Regions from separate parts of the Drosophila melanogaster genome. Here region 1 is linked to region 2. Evidence: chromatin contacts called from public Hi-C data. All regions are on one chromosome and are shown on one strand. The core of a region is the stretch at or near the end of the contact, and the rest is flanking DNA. Distances in the headings are between cores, read along the strand shown.

What was found. A called contact is a pair of places that touch in the nucleus more often than the background predicts.
Region 1: a Hi-C map of the Kc167 cell line shows a contact between it and region 2, with 2.0 times the contacts expected there.

The regions. Positions count from the first base shown.
Region 1 is chr3L:7,865,042-7,868,652 of dm6, forward strand. Pdp1 (PAR-domain protein 1) reads right to left here and starts at 2,328. Exons shown (of 5, transcript NM_168233.3): 1 at 2,200-2,328. The coding sequence starts at 2,242.
Region 2 is chr3L:4,234,845-4,238,661 of dm6, forward strand. It overlaps ImpL2 (Ecdysone-inducible gene L2), which reads right to left and starts at 1,303. Exons shown (of 3, transcript NM_079197.5): 1 at 1,059-1,303. The coding sequence starts at 1,064.

The DNA.
Region 1 (3,611 bases), core at 1,078-3,577, 3.6 Mb after region 2:
TGCAAGACTGACCGACCCCAAATTAAAAAACAAAAAAAAACGCCTGACTCAGATTGCTCAGAAATTTTCCAAAACTGCCCAGACGCGTTGTATTTTTTTTTTTCGTATAGAGGCGCGTGCCAATGGAAGTCTTGGCTTCAGGTTAGTCGCGTGTTTGGTGACCCGATTTTAAGAACAGATTATTGAGTCGTTTTAAACCAGATAATGCCTGCTGGATCAGCCTCCCAAGCTACGACATATGGCGATTGTTTTGGTTTTGGGTGGCATTTTTCGAATTGCGTTTTGCATCAGTAAAATTTCCACGCCCAGAAGCGTGCGTTGCGATCTTATCAGCCGGAGCAGAGTGAATGGAACTTGGAGGTTCTAAGACAGCCACTAAATCCCCGACCTGACCATGTGATCCGATCGCTGGAAAAAAAAAACAACCGAACCCCAGATCGTGAGAGTTGTTTCTGTGGGGAAAACACGATCGTGAGTCTCGCACTCTCGCGAGCTTTTAATGAGAGCTTTGTCGATTCGATCCAGAAGTTGCTAGAAAATAATGAATATCAGGGTACAACAGGTGCACTGAAAAAAGGGCGTGCAACGAGAGGCTTATCAGAAGCTGTGGGTATTAATAATACTATAAAATTTGTCGTTGCATATTAGAACTATGAAAATGGAATCCTTTTCATTATTATTATTTTTCAGGTTCATAATTTTTTAGCTTATGAACCAATATCTAAGATCTATGGACTTTCCCTGTCTGATTAAAACAAATGCAATATATTATTTACAAAATGCATTCTGTAAATATAGATAATTAAATCTAAAGTTTCTCACAAGTAAAAGGCTCGAGAACAAATGGAATCTTTATTATATGCATGGTCGTCTTTTCAAGCCCTCTAAAAATGAGCAATGGGATGGCAACTGTGTGACTGTGTGTCGTAAATGTTTATAATTAAAACTAGCCCCTGCCTACATCCACACCATAATCATCGTAATCACCATCCGCACAGCCACAACTCACTTTTTATGCGGCCCAACTATATCATGAGGGTAAATATTTATAGTCGCCTGGTAACCTCGTCTTTCCTTTCCTCCTGATAACGAAGCCGGCGACAACGATGACAGTGCAATTGATTGTGATTATGGAATGGCGACAACTGTCGACGACGACGTCGTCGTTTCTATTTCACCAATTCTGGACAGCAGTCCATCATGGCAACCCAAAACTGAGTACTGGATAGGGGGAAATGAGCTCAATCCAAGAATCCACGCTATTTTATCGAGCACCCCAACATTTGATTAGTCTGATATCAAAGGCCTCAAGTGCCGACGCAAGATCCAACGGGGTCAGTTTTGGGGCCTATGCATATCGATCGCAGGTGATCGGGTTGGTAAATACTAGTTTATCTCGGGGAAGTCGTTCGGTGGAGTGGCTAAGTGGTCGGAGGGGTGGGAACCTGATTGGGCTTGGGGGTTTCCTGGGCGGGGTCCACAATATATCAATTAGGCGGCATCTGGATTGTACTAATTAATGACGGCATGCTGTGTAAATTCCGAATTATTCATTGCTATTGAGTACGGCTGCACTGGGTATTTATAAATATATAAATTTTAAGACTAAAGCAAAAAAATTAAAAGTTTGTTTCAGCTTCTCTATCTTCAGATCCCCCAATTTAGTGTGTGAAAGTATGCTACAAAAATCCTTCGAAATCCTTTAGCCACTCCTAATTCAGGTACCTCTTAGTCTCGATCCACTGTACCTCGTGACGTTTCTATTGAAGGCCGAACACAATATACAAGCACTCTAATTTTGCGTGTGCGTACATAAGCTACTATTTGCTTAAGGCTCCGCCGCTAGGTAAATAAAAAATCACCATAGAAATGGAAATAGCAAAAAAAAATAGAAAATCAAAGAAACCAATTTGTAGCAATCTGAAGACAAAATCAAATAATTTGTCACATGGCGGGCTTAACCACGGCAAAATAGAAAACAAAAAAATAAATAAAACCGTGCAAAAGCTTACTATCACACGCCCCCACAATGCTCTCTTGAGCTCTTTCTCTTTTTCGCGCACAAAGTGTGAGTGAGAGGCAGAGCAAACAAAACCGATTCGCACTCTCGCCAATGCACGTGTTACCTTTGTTGGGGCTTTCGATGATTCGGTGAGAGGGGCAAGGGGGCAATGGACAGGTGCCTACGCTACCACTTACCTCGCACGGATAAGTCCATGATATTCTCCTTGGGCTCGCTCATTGCACACTCTGTGTCCTCCTATCGATTGCAAGTGTTTGAAAACCGATTACCGATACACACGGTCGCAGCAACAACGCGTAACTGAAACTATTTTCCAAAAGATTAAATCATTTCGATGGCGGCGCGGGGGAGCATTGGGACATAAATTGGAAATCAAAATAAGAGCAACTTCAAGTACTCATTCTCACTCTGCTCTCTCGCTCTCTCTTTTTGGTGCAGCCGGCAGAATGTAATCACGTGGTCTTTATCTTCACTGGAGCCATTCAGGGGGCCAGAGCGTGAGGGGGCTAGTTGCGGAGAAGCAGCGAGAGAGCCAAGCGGCATATGTCCATCTCGCTCGCTCGCATGGCCCTCTTATATAAGCCTTATGTAACGGAGAGTCGCAGGGGCATGCGCACATGGCAACAGTGGATCGTGGGGCCATAAAAATAGAAATCTATACTAAGTACCCACTACGAACGACTCTGACTAATCGCCGTATTTCTATTTTAGTAGCTAGGGGTCAGGTTGCAGAAGGATTCCATCAAATATTTTACGTCTATAAATAAATAAATATCATAAATCATTTAAATTATAAAATTATTTAAATATATTGATATGAATAAAAACACATTAAATGTGGTTCATAAAATATTTAATATTTTTACATTTAAAAATAGTTTTAGATGACTTCCAATTTTAGTTTAAATACTTAAATTCCTACTAGTAAAATGATATGACCTTAAGTTTTGGGTCATGCTTTTCGAAATCAGTAAGCTATGGAGTTCTTTGTCAAAAGGGGGTTATGTACAAATGTTCATCAAAGGGAATTAAAGCACTTCTGTTATGATAAAAGCTTGAAAATCCTTCCCCTAAGCTAGATAAACAGGGGCAAACATCAGCGCAGCGCAATCAAATTGATTGGCAAGCTGTCTCCCCAATATAGATACCACATAAGGTATGGGAATTAGGCCGGGGATTAGTCAGCGGAGGAACGAATGCTAATGCCTCCTTAGAAGGGGGAATGGTAAAACAATTTCCATTTCTCAACCGATATTATTAGTTTCGTTGAACAAAATTTGCACTGGAAAAAAACCCTTTTCTTACTCATGATAAAATATAAAAACTAATTAATTTTAAGACATTTGGAATAATATTTATAATGAATACTAAGATGCAATCTATTTAACTAAAAGAAGAACAAAAATAAACTTTATCTTTTTAATATACTTTTTCATATTTTCTTGTAAAATACAATCTACATTTTTCAAATTTCTTGGCGCGCCAAATCATTAACATTTCTACATTTGAAAACATGTTAACGAATTTAATGTATTTATAGACTTTTATTATTATAGACTCTTGTGCAGTTAACTAAGCTATTGACTAA
Region 2 (3,817 bases), core at 53-2,552:
AATAATAATAATAACTCGAAATACAAATGAATCCGCTCTTAAGCAACGAAATCGGCACAGATAAGCTGATATTATAAATATAGATCAAACTGCACAAGTTCGCACAGTTCTCAATGACAAATTCCGGTTGTGGAGATGTCAAAACAGATCTCAGGCAACGAATATTCATAATATTTTGCTTAAGTTCTGTTTGACAATTGGCATTCTTCTCACGCTCGATCGCCACTGAGGACTTTGTTTACTCTTAGTATCCGCCAGTTTTTCGGCGTATAAAAGCACATTGCTGACCAAATACTGCAGTTATCATTATTGCCCGGCTTTCGGGAAGCAAAACAACAACAACAGATCCGATATATGAGGGGAAACTACAGACCAACTGGCGACTACCCCAGAAAAACTGAGATCCCCCCAGTGTCTGTTGGTATTCCACTAGTCTGTTGCCTAGCGCGATAACAAATCATTTTTGTTGCACAATTAAAAATCACGAGTGTGCTAAATTAAAGATGAAATGTTTCAATTAAATCGTTTGCGAATTGACCCTTTGTACCCACGTCACATGAATCAAACATGGAATCAAACTGCTCATTTTTAGCACTCTCATCACGAAAAGTTATGAATTGATGGCACAAGATCAGAAACTGGTACAAAAATGTATGAAGATGTTCAAAGTCGAGATACCATTCGATTGCCAAGGCGATGAGTCAAACGGAGGAAGCTGCTATATAAGTTATACGGATGGTTTTGAACCCCGAACCCCAATTAAGTGGGCTATCTTTTCTGCTAAATCATGGTTTCTAGGCGGTCCTACATATAAAAAATATATTATTGAGAAAGGTTTTTTTTCGTTTGCCGCTATAAAGATTATTCAGTTTTTGATGGAATATTTTTTAATTAAGCCATAGAACTGTGCAGTATATAGTCAAAATTAATTTAAATAAAGATCCAAATGCATATATTCCCCAATAATCAGAGACATTTAAGCTTGTAATAGTTGTCCAAAAATCCCGCCATATGCTTATAGTTAGTACACTTATTTAGTGATTGACTAGCATTCGTACCTGCATATTTTTTGTTTTTTGGATGACGTTCACTCGAAGCTTCGTTGGCACTTTCACTAGAGTTCTAGAACTTCGGCTGGAGTTTCCGGTGGAAATGGAATACGTTAAGGTGGGCTTTCGATTTCACTTGGACTAAAACTCAGGCTGCAGTTGCAGTTATACTCTCGGCTCTGTATATATATGTGAATATATATATATATGGTCGATTCTCGGTGGAGCTCCGTTCTGCTCGAGATGTGGCGAGTGATGATGGACTGTGTGGCGGAAGATTGAGCGTCCATGCTTTTATATCTGGCATCTGGCATGGGCATGGGCATGGGCATGCCCGAACCGAACCAAAAATCAACAAGTGGGCGAATGCGGGACGAACGGACGAACGGACAAACGGACAAACGGACGCATGGACAAACGGACGAGCGAGCAAATTGGACTCTACAGGGGCTTTAATAACAGTTATGGCGTCGGCACTCTCTACAGATACAGTATCTCAATCCGCATTCGTATCTGTAAATGTATCTGTGGCGGCTGCCTTCGTGTCCACGCTCGGGTTTCTTATATTTTTTTCGTTAGCCCCAAAAAGGGGGTGGCTCACAGGGGATGGGATGGCTGTGGCTCTGGCTCCGAGTTACTTGTTGCTCCCCTTTGATTGATTGACTCGCAAAGAAAATTGTATGCAAATTTATTATTTTAAATTACATTTTTCTCATTAACATTCGCAGAAGATTGGATCGGCTGCGTTCGGATCGGACTGGAAATCAAATGAAATGAAATGAAATGAAATGCGTGCCCCAAATGCATATGAAAATCACTACGGTTTTTTACAGTACACTCAAGCGCCTCGATCCCACAAATTACCATATGGCGGTGACTCTCACAAGGATCAATAGATGCCAGTCACTTGGCGGAGGCGGTGCCTTCTGATTTCCCACCATTCCCAACATTGATGGCCTCCGCCTTTGGGCTGATAATTCCGGATTTGTTCAGGTCGCGATTTTAATTCGGCTCGACGGGAATTAGTTCCATCTGCTTTCCGGTCAGACAGTCAATCACCGTGGTTCTATGGATATATGTAGAGCTGGAGATACAGATATAGGTATGGCTATGACGATAGCGATGGCGATGGCAGACCTGCTGCCTCCAGTTGGAGACTCTGCATCAATTGCCGCGGTGTCCGCTATTTGCATTCCAGAGCCCCGGTACCAATTGCACAAAGATCCCGCCACAGACGATGCTGCAATTGATTTTGGTGTGGCGTCAATTGAAATGCACTTCGGAGTCTAGGAGTCTGGGCACGGAGAAAAAATCCAACCAAAATTGGTAATCCGCCTCATTACAATGGGGCTTATATCAGCACAAATAATGCTCTTCAGCTGGACGAGAATAGGCCACCTAATTAGAGTTCTATGGGCCTTTGTTGCTACTTCTTAAACGCCCACTTTTTATGTGGAATATACCACAAAAAACCGGAAAAATATCTAAATACGCACAGTGAAAAAAAAATGTACTCAAAAGTGATGGCTCATCAATGTTTTGCTTGGCAAAAAAAACTCTTATCTGTGCGATTCGTCACTAGGTGGTGATATTTTCAAGGTATTCAAATAATTTAATTAAATTAAGGCCACATATATATTTAAATCTAGAAAGGTCTCTTATCTGCGACAGCAGATGACACATTTTTATAATATATCAGTCTAATATTAAAATATATAGAACAATTCTTTGGTGTAAATATGCATTTCCACTTTCTACTTGTTCAATTTAAAAATTTGTTTTAATTTTAAGATAAAGTATTACGAATAAGTAATGCTTTCTAAAATGTTTCAATTAAATAATCTCACGTATTTGCTGTCTATCTTAAAATCTGATAACTACATTAAACCTATATTCTCAGCCATTTTTTCACTGTGTGGGCCTACGTGCTCCAAGTGGCCTGCCACCGTTATATTCAAATGAAGTGGAGCTCACGCAATCACGGCAACAGACAGCCCGGGGAAAGCCAGCATGATGACCACCAGCTTGGTCATTATCGGTTCGGGAACCACATGATGATGGGACCTTGCCACCGCAGTTGGAAATGGCTGTGAAAATGGTCACCTAGCAACAGCGGCTGCCACGCCCAATTTAAAGCGGCCCCTCGCCCGTTTGAGAGGCAACGAGCACCACCCAGGCACCCAGCCGCCACCCAAGCATCCAAGCATCCAGCCAGCAGGCCAGCCAATCACCCAACCACCCATTGTTTTCTTATAAATATCCGTAGCTATCGCTTGGCCCTCGAATAGCCGCCCACGCAGTCGCGGAGCCAATTTGGCCATCAGTCAATAGGGCTTCATTTGAATTGCCAGCTTGTCTCCAATTGACGATGGGCCACCTCATGGCGGCGGGTCGGGCCCACGCTAGGACCTCGCCAGGACCTGCCCCTCAGCACCCGCCCACGCAGTGGGCTGTGTGTGGCCACATCCAGCCATCCATCTATGTGCCCACACATCCCACATCCGTAAGCCCATCTGCAATCAGTCGGCAGCATGGCGTAATTAAACCCGCCGCTGTCACAGTTGTCGTCTCGTGGCGTTTGACATGTCCGCCTCGCGTTTATTGGCAACATTGTTCACTTAATCATCCCACATTTACCATATTTATTAGCAACATCGATCTATCTGCTCGTATCCGAATGCACGGAATGGGGAGCCGTGGAAAATCCCTGGATCCGAAGGGAAATTGTACTCAACAAGCTTGGTGGAAAGACCCCTAATTTACTATTG